Linked DNA regions of Canis lupus: region 2 is linked to region 1. A link is a contact called in public Hi-C data. All regions are on one chromosome and are shown on one strand. Each heading gives the region's core, a stretch centred on a gene start, on an enhancer-like site or on the middle of the called end of the contact. The rest is flanking DNA. Distances are from core to core; before and after follow the strand shown.

Region 1 (4,683 bases), core at 1,119-3,618:
TTATTTATTTGAGAGAAAGAGAGCACAAGCAGAGCGGGGAGGGGGGAAAGGCAGAGGGAGAGGGAGAAGCAGGCTCCACACTGAGCAGGAAGCAGGGAACTGGACATGGGGCTGGACCTAGGATCCCAAGATCATGACCTGAGCCAAAGGCAGATGCTTAACCAACTGAACCACCCAGGTGGCCCTCTTTCATTTTTCTTGTCTGCCATTTTTCTCATCAGTACATAATTTCCTCTCACTACTTCCAAATTTGATGTAAGACTAGCCTTTACACATTTGATACCCTTAGGGAAAACTAGGAAAAATAAATGGATGGGAAAGCATTCAGACATTATTTAATAATTTATGATAGTTTAACATTGCAGTAACTTTTATCATGCTCTTTTCTCCAGCTTCTGTGTCTATTATTAGGAGGAGAAACTTAACTCCAGCAAAAACATTTCTTCTTCCCATTATTATTTCTTGCATAGGGTACTAAAAATTGTCTTGTAGTCATCTCACTTTGGAGATAGGAAAGGAACAGCAAGTTCAGCCTGTATATTAGGAGTTTTTCTAAAGAATGTTATCTTGACTTTCTTAATGACATAAATTATACTCTGTTTAAATTTTAGATAGTATATTTTAGTTAGAAATTTGCTATGAATTTTAAAACTTGTTGTTGTGTCACGATGACCCAGCCAGAAGACTTTGATTCCTAAAGACTATTAATCTTATGCCCCCAAATATATTTCATATGCAGCTCAACAAAAGAAAATCAGATGTTCTTGATGGGTAAATGAACCAATGAGTATAAGCCTCTTTTTAAATAACAGCTTTAGATGCATTTTCTATTTAAGAACAATTCACGGATGTTTTGGACCAGTCAGGGACAAGAGGGCTGAGGCGTGGAGAAAGGAGCACTTCAGAAGGCGGAGAATAGAGGTGGGATTGCTACACTACGCATCTTGTTTGTGTACATGAGATCCCAAGCCCCCAATTCACCCTGTTAGCTTAGTCTCTAAGAACAAGCCAAGCAATGAAAACAGAGTCCTCACTTAGCTAAGTCAAAGCCCAAGGGGTTACTGGCCTCACAGGCTTCACCCGCCCACCTGGAGCATGAGAGTGTCTGTGAGAGAAGGGAAGGGTGGTGCCACCACTTTGTGTCCACCAAACTAATAAACACGCCTCTTTTCCTCTTCTAAAGGCTTCTTATAAAGAAGGTACAACTCAATTGAAGCATCTGTAGCTGGTTTATAAGCCACTCTATTAAATGACGCCCTGGCACAGATTTATCAGCCATATTTTAGGGTAGAAAGAAGCTCAGGAACATTGTTTATTATGAGAATATAGTCAAAGTGAGAATTTTTTTTCTATTTATGAATAGTGTATCAAGAAATTGAGTAATTTGTGTATTTTGAGCTTAATATTAGACAGTAAATTACTTCTTAGGAATTAAGCTAATAAGACATTAAACCTTAAAATTAAAAAAAATCAAAATCTTTAATAAATTAAATTTAAATAACTATATTACAATATCAATGGTAGAAGTTTCCAAAGATCAAGGTAGAGAAATACAATTGAGGAAATTTGTTCTATAATTAAAAAAAAAAAAAAACTCTAGGTAAATGACAGTAAAATTGTATCAGCAAAAAAAAAAAAAAACAAAACCAGGTATTTTATGAGAGTTGAAGGCTATTATAGTCTCATCAAGATAAAGATCAAAGAATAGAAAGACTAGGAGAAGCCTTTGTGTTTTGTTGTTGTTATATTTTCGTTAATAGAAATTGACTCTGTTGCTAGGATCCTGAATTTTAAATTATGGAACTCAGTATTACATTGATGAATTGGAAATGTCAGAGCACATTCTACTAAGTCAAAGAGATACAAAAATTATGAAAAGGATGTGGAGAATCTGATAGAGCTCTGTGTATTCTGCTAGGCTAATAACTAAAGGACTAACTAATTTGAAGTAGATAAAACCATTAGGTTTTCCTCAAGCTTCTAATGTTTTCAAAATGTATTTACCTTATCACTTAAAGACTTATAGTAATAATAATTTACGTTCTGACTCTTTTCCTTAAAAAAGGAACATACATTTGAGGACATAATTCTGCCCTTCTGCAACAGGAAGAACCTATTCTTTTACTGTGTGAATAATTTAACTAGAACCATTGCCCACTGTTCAGAGAGTGATTTATACAATCTTTGGCTCAACTTGAGCTTCATGGTGCACTAAGCTCTTGACATTCACCTCTATAAATTGGAGTCAGATTTGTTATTTGTATTGCCAAATATTGACTCAAACTTAAAAAAAAACTTCCTTATAGCATTACAGAATATAGAATAAAAGAGAACTGAAAGATGATCTTGAGTCAACCACCATTTTATAGATGAGGAAACTGAAGCACAGAGTGACTTGCTGATGTCGCATTAAGCCTGAGCCAGAGCTCAGTTGCCCTATCAGACTGGCACTGCAGCACCAACAACTATGTAGTCTCACATTGGTGAATGAGTATGTTTGGCACTGAGAAGATAAAAACGGAAGAGACATAATACTTGACATCAAGGAGCTCAAGATCGAATAGGAAAAAAAAAATGCATTATGCTGCACTCATTGTTTCTAGAATGATCTTTCTAAAAATACTAATTGGAACATTTTGTCTGTCCCTGCAGTGGCTCCTCTTTGCCTGTGAGGAAAATCCTCCTCCTTGTTCTCCAACTTCTTGTCTCACTGCATCTATGCTGAAGCCCAGATCAGACACAGAGGACCAATAGCTTCTCCCTAAACAGCACATTCTTTTTTTTTGTCCTACCAGCCCTTTGCTTATGCTGTCCTCTACCTGCAAAGCCCTCCCCTCATCATTCTCCAGGAGGGTTGTCTCCTTTATAATCTATTTCTTTAGGTTACTGTCCTCCAATCTCCAAGCTCACAGTTAGAATTGACCCTTCCTGCCACTGTGTGCTGCCTGTACCTCTCCTACAGCACCTGTACCACTTGTAGTATTTTTTAAAAGATTTATTTATTTATTTATTTATTTATTTATTTATTTATTTATTTAAGAGAGGGAGCATGAGTGGGGGTGCAGAAGGAGAGGGAAAAGCAGACTCCCATTGAGCAGGGAGCTGGATGCAGGGCTTGATCCCAGGACCCTGAGATCATGACCTGAGCTGAATGTAGACATTTATCCAACTGAAACATCCAGGCATCCCTGTACTGTTTGTAACATTGACTTCTTAAAAGTAAAAATATATTTGCTATTTACACTTTTGTCTTCCTCTACTAATTGAAGGTAAGCTCTTTGACGGTAGGACCATCCATCTTCTTTGTACCGTTAGAACATTGGCCAGCATCTGGCTCATAAAAAGTCCATTGAAGAAACTACCCATAGAGGACCTTGCTAAGTATTATGGCAATGTGATGAAAGGTGTAGTGGTCGTGCTTGGAGGAGTCATCCCAGGGGAGAAAGCATAGGTGCCAAGTCTTAGATGATCAGTACCCCATCAAGGCAGAGAGCAGGGATTGGTTCCCACCTGATGGCAAGAATAGGAAGGTACAGAGGCCTGAGAAATGGTGGAAAAGGTGGCACTTTTGATACATGGTGAATCGTTAAACTAGATGAAAGTCATTTTGAAATGAAAGTCATTCAGGACCTGTGGAATTCCTTCCATTCAAAGAAAGGAATTTTTATTGTGTTACAAGGAGCAAAAGAAAGAAGAATGTCAATGAACATCAATATTCCAGAGTATGAATGATTTTATTTGCCTTTCAAGAGAAATGGCAATGCAGCAACTGAGGAGAGGTTGCTCTAGAAAAGGTGGGACTGGAATCTCTGAGTCTGGGTGTGACATTGTTGATCTGAGGGTTTGGAGAACTGAGAATGGTCCTGGGGAGAAGTGAGAGCACCTGAAGCAAGGCAGTGAAGGTGGAGACAAAGAGAATGATTGGGCAAGCACAGCAGTGTTGGAACAGTAAGTGGTGACTGGTTGAAGATGAAGAATGAGGGAAAGGGGGGAGTCAAGGATGCTTTCAAGCACTTATCTTGAATATTTAAATGGATGGCAGTATTCTGATATGGAATGCAGGAAGAAGAGGTTTTTGGAAAATAACATTAAGTTGAGTTTGGGACATTTGTGAGATACTTACATGAAGATGCTGAGAAAACGGTTGGAAATACGAGTTTTATCCTCAGGAAATCATGAGCATATCTAGTTGATTACTGAGTCCACAGGAGAAGATGAGATCATCACGAGATCATGAGAGGGAGGGAAGAAGGTCTAGGGTGAGGCCCTTGGGAAAGAAGGAGAGGAAGAAGGAGATTTTAAGGACTGAACTGCAATAGACCAAGAAGTAGGAACAAATCCCATGCGGAGTCATGGAAGCAGGAGGCAAAGAGAGTTTATTCACAGGGAAGAAAGAATTAATGGTGTCAAAACCAAAGGATAAGGATAAGGAGATTGAAAAAGAGTCCTCAGAGGACCGTAATATAAGGCTTTAGAAGACTGGCTGGGCTGGAGGGAGTCCAACATAAGCTGGCATAAGCATTGGGGCAGTGAATCAGGACAAAAGGCTCCTTCTGTTTCCTAGTCTCATCCAATTCATAAGGCTGAAGTTGAATTAAAGTAGGATTTATGCTAAACAGTTTCATTTATTTAGGGCTAGTGAAATTGAGGTGGTTGAGTCATCTCCACCAAGAACTTGATAAA
Region 2 (4,683 bases), core at 1,267-3,766, 43 kb before region 1:
ATAGCATGGTAAGGTGCCTTCCTACATGTTTTCATGTATGTTGATAGCCACTATGCCCATCTTATAGATATATTTTCTCATTTGTGATTAGAGTTGCTGTTCTCTTCTTGAAGAGAAAAGTGCAGGCAAAGGCCCCTTGTGGCAAGAGAGTCCTGGGGTGGATATTTTCTCTCCCCTAATAAGTGGTGGTACAAAAGCCAATTCTGAATCTGATCCTTTTTCTTTTTCTTTTTTATTTTTTCTTTTTATTTTTTTTATTGGAGTTCAATTTGCCAACATATAGCATATCACCCAGTGTTCATCCTGTTAAGTGCCCCCTTAGTGCCCATCACCCAGTCTGATCCTTTTTCTATGTGCTTTTCTACAATTAGAGAGGAGTAGAAAGGCTTTCAGTGGTACAGTTTTTCAATCCCTTCTGCTTTTCTCAGCTGCTTTTTCTGGCTCTGCTCTTTTGGGGAAAAAAAAAAAAAAAACTACTCTGTTTCTCACTCCACTCCCTCTACCACCACCCTCAAGTCAGAGTCCTCCTCCCATCCCAGCTAAACCTCTTCCTGTTCTTAAGAATTGCATCACATTCTTGGCTTAATGTAGACCAACACCCCCACACTGGCACCAGAGAGTGTACAGGCCTTCTTTATTGGTTGAAAGTCCTTGTCTGGTGAGCATGGAATAAGTTACCCACTTCCTGACTTCCAGCCCTGGCTGAGTTTGCTTCTGGAAAAGAACATCTTCCTTGGATTTTTGTTTGTTTGTTTATAAATACCCTTTACTTCAGCCCTATCCTGGAATGAGCAAGATTTTACCACATAGATAAAGTGTGGAAGGGCATTTGAGGGAGAGGGAATAGTCTGCACACCTTGCTGTTTCTAATTCTTCGCTTGCTCCACTCTTGTAAACCCAGACTAATCTGGCATTGACTCTCACACTATGGAAGGGGCTTTCTTTAAGGACGGTAATGCCCCCCATGACTAAATTTGGTGGGTATATCAGTCTTCCTCTTACCTGACAATGAGCAGAAACTGACACCATTAACCTCCTTGATAGACTCACTACCTTCCTGTGGATTCCATGCACTATTATTTTTTTCTTACCTTCCTCATGGATCTTAGGCATCCTTTGAAAGCTCTTCTTTCATAGAGAGAGAAGACTCCTGAGGTGTCGATGTTCCTCAGGGTCCTGTCCTATGTCAGCCTGTCTTCCCCCTCTATACGTTTTCTGAGAAATCTCTCTTCCGCAGCTTTATGAATTTTTTAAGCCAGTGACTTCTAAATATCTATCTCTCCTGAACTCCAGACTAATATAACAACTGTCTTCTAGAACTGCTCCGGTTGGATATTCCTGAAGCCATGTTAATCAACTCACTTCTCTAGACTATTCCTCTTCTACTCTTCCTTTTCCTAACATATGCCACAACATCCACCCTATTGTTCTAGACAGAAACCCAGGATTCATCTTTGACTTCTGTGCACAGTCTCTCTTTTCGATCAATAACCAAGTCTAGTAAAATCTTTTTCTTTGAAAACACCCGCTTATTCTTCTCCTCCCCTGGCCTAAGCAATGACCTCTGGGCTTTTGCAAGTCTTTACTAGTTTCCTGCCTCTAGTTTTTCTCCCCTGGGTCATTTTCCACCAGCTACCAGAAAGTTTTGTTTTGTTTTGTTTTAATAAATGCAATTCTGATGAATTCACCTCCTGCATTTAAAATCATTTCATTGCTTCCCTGTATTCTTGGGCTAGAGTCCGAATGTCTTAGCATGGCTCATAAACACTCTGCAATCAGCAACCTGCCTACCATTGTCTGCACCTCACACATACTGGATTCGTGTGTTGCAAACACATCCTGCTTTCTCTTGTTTCTAGGGCTTCACAAATGCTGGTTCCTTCACATGGAGCAAACACTGTATCGTAGGACCTCAAACATGTCTGGTCTAAAGTCTACCTCCAGATTGTCATTTGTCTTACTCCTGAATCAGAACTGAATTTGAATACTTAGTTTTTAATTAATTCTTGAATTAAAGCCACAGTGAACCTTAGCTCACCCTATTTCTTATTTCTTTGCAAAAGACTTCTGAAGGTATGTTCAAATGAAAATATATTTGAGCTAATTAATTTAGATCAGCATGGACTCTTAACATAGCCGAATATGAGCTGGAACATATTTTTTAAATTACTGGAATGTTTTCTGGACGATTATTCATCATGACATCCTATCTTTGGAATTTTGTCTTCATTTCCAGCTGGCTTATACCACTCTCCTTTCTCACCTCTCAGCCCTTCCATCCCCTGGCTTGCCCTACACTTGCCCCTCGATGGACCCAGTTTGCATGCAGTGGTAGCTGCTGTGGGGCTGCGGTTAAATAGAAGTGCTCAGACTGCAACAGGAAAGCACTGAATCGAAAGCAAAGGAGAGGAAGCACAAACCGATACCCACCACAAAGCTGCTGAGTGCCCAGCATGACCCAAGCCACACCCTCTGATGAGGAGCCTTGTGGAGGAGTGAAGAAGCCACAGAGTTTAATAAATCATCAGCACAGCCCGTCCTCCACTTCCCCTAATCCAGCCTTCCTGGGTCACCCGTGAATGTCCCCAGGGCTGGCCTAAGAAGGTTGGTGATGACAGCAAAGCCACCAGAGAGGTAGAGGTTGAGGGAAAGTCCCTGAAATGAATGACTGTGTACCATTCATCTCGGACTCTCCACCTGGTCTAGCCCTATGAGTGGTTCTAAGGAGCTCTCTGCATGGGATGATCCCCAGATGAAGGCCCTCGTGTTCCCTACAAGTCCTTTGGCTACCGGCCCCAAAAGAAGCTGTTTCTACTGGGGGCCGAAACTTTTTTTTTTGTAAACAATAATAAAGTCCCTACGAGATACAGTTTGAGAACTTGAAGTTCACATTTATGTACAAATGGCTATTTTCAGATTCTTTCCTGGCTTCAGTAGAGAGAGCAGGAAGGAGAAAGAGATGGCACGTCAAAGGTAGGTTACCTACTTTCTGATTTTGCCCTGTGGCCTACCCTGCCTTTTCATGCTTGTCTTCTTTGTTGTCAAAGGAGATACTAATTCTTCAGCAGCCTGAATGATAGGGAAAGGGATTGAAAGTGTGGGGGAATGTGTAGTAACTATGTTTAGATTCTAAACACTGGTGAGGTTGGGAGCTCCTTGGAATTACAGAGTCTGGCTGTGGTTCATTACCTCTGGATCTGGGGAGGTGGGAACTGGGCCCTGCTTTTGCAGCTGGAGAAGCAGAGCACTGAGAAGAGGGACAGCCATCTTGGTCTGGAGGAAAGGCTGCTTTGCTTAGCTCAAAGTGGGCACTGTGTCTTCATAGAGTGCCAGACTCAAACTTCACAGAACAGAACAGGAAGTATGGTTAGTGCAGCTGGGAGGGGAGAGAGAACTCACTGTGCATGGAGGCCAGGAGCTCACTCATGGGCTTCTTTCATCACATTTTCCTATCCTGTAAGTGACCAGGACTGACTCTGGGGTGCGCTGGGGAGCAGGTGAAGCATGCCTTCAGGCAAACCCCCTTGCCTTCTGCAATCTCACCTCTCCAGGTATTTCCACTTTAGTGTTCTCTTCATCCCAGAACATCTTCCAAGATATAGATCATTCATGAAGTTTAAATGGAGGAATGATAGGCACTTTGATAGAAGGGGATGGAAACAGTTCTTCTCTTACCAGGCCAGATCTACAAGTGGCAGAAATGTGACCTCTGTTTTAGCAACCCCAACAGCAGTGAGTTGGAATGGATTCTAATAGAGGAGAAAGGGAATGGAGTTTGTACTCAGATGACTTTGTTTTGAAGCTATCCCGCCTTACCTCCCTCCCACTTTCTTTCCTTTCTTCCTCCCTTCCTTTCTTAAGGAAGGGGAAATAGCCAGAGAATGGGAAGCTCCTTGAAGTTCAGAGGAATTCTACAAGTTTCCCAAACCGGACTGCCTGCCCAGAGTTTACCCATGATCTTGAGTGGTCAAGGACATTCCTCTTGTTAACCCCTCAAGTTGTTTTTATTTTTTTATTTTTTTTTCATATAAAAATCCCTCAAGTTGTTTTTAATAATCAAGGCATGATCCAAACATTAGGAGCCAAGTGACTCCCAGGTGCAACCTTTCAGCCTGTGACCTGCCTTGCTATATTACATTACTTAGACAAGGAAAATTAACAAGATGAGTGCAAAGAAGGGGAGACAGTCGTGTGAGTTACTTTTGAAAAAGCTTATGTAGAAATCGAAGAAAGATAAGTTGGCTGGAGGGCACTGTGAAGTAAAGAATGGATTTCTTTCTTTTTTTTTTTTTTTCTTTTTTTAGACTGAGAGAGGTTTAGGTATGTTGACATACTGGAGGAGAGATCTCCCCTCATTCCAAAGCTTTGATTCTTTCATCTGGGGGGAAAAGGGAGAGGTTTCTATGGAGATTAAAATTAAATGAAAATCAAATGCATGGTGGTGGCATTTATACCACAAAGCCCTTTACACATGCTAATTATTTTAACTATCATCATCTAGCGTTTGTACAGATGAGTAAGCCCTGGTCACAGCTGTTCTGTCTCAGGTTTTTCTACCCTATATGATGGGCTATGAGGTGGAGATGGGCTCTTGAGTAGATAGAGCAAAGACCAGGGACAGGCTAATAGTGATGTGACTTGTGTCTTTCATGCTTGCATTTTTGGGAAGTGGTGTGTGCACGA

What was found. Hi-C and Micro-C count contacts between places; a contact is called where the count stands out from the background.
Region 2: a contact with region 1 is called in a Hi-C map of blood, with 4 times the contacts expected there. The contact joins two enhancer-like sites. A contact is called at or near these places in 3 of 9 Hi-C or Micro-C datasets (blood and liver).

The regions. Positions count from the first base shown.
Region 1 is chr17:57,626,971-57,631,653 of UU_Cfam_GSD_1.0, reverse strand. No RefSeq gene overlaps it. Among named protein-coding and RNA genes, the nearest start is that of NOTCH2, 20 kb to the right of the region's middle. Within about 2 kb of position 2,368, at least 1 of the 20 cell types and tissues checked has an H3K27ac peak or open chromatin away from gene starts, as enhancers often do. A contact at or near this core is called in blood, where this site is marked.
Region 2 is chr17:57,670,249-57,674,931 of UU_Cfam_GSD_1.0, reverse strand. LOC111090694 (a long non-coding RNA gene) reads left to right here. Exons shown (of 3, transcript XR_005372679.1): 1 at 1-2,973. Among named protein-coding and RNA genes, the nearest start is that of SEC22B, 32 kb to the left of the region's middle. Within about 2 kb of position 2,516, at least 8 of the 20 cell types and tissues checked have an H3K27ac peak or open chromatin away from gene starts, as enhancers often do. A contact at or near this core is called in blood, where this site is marked.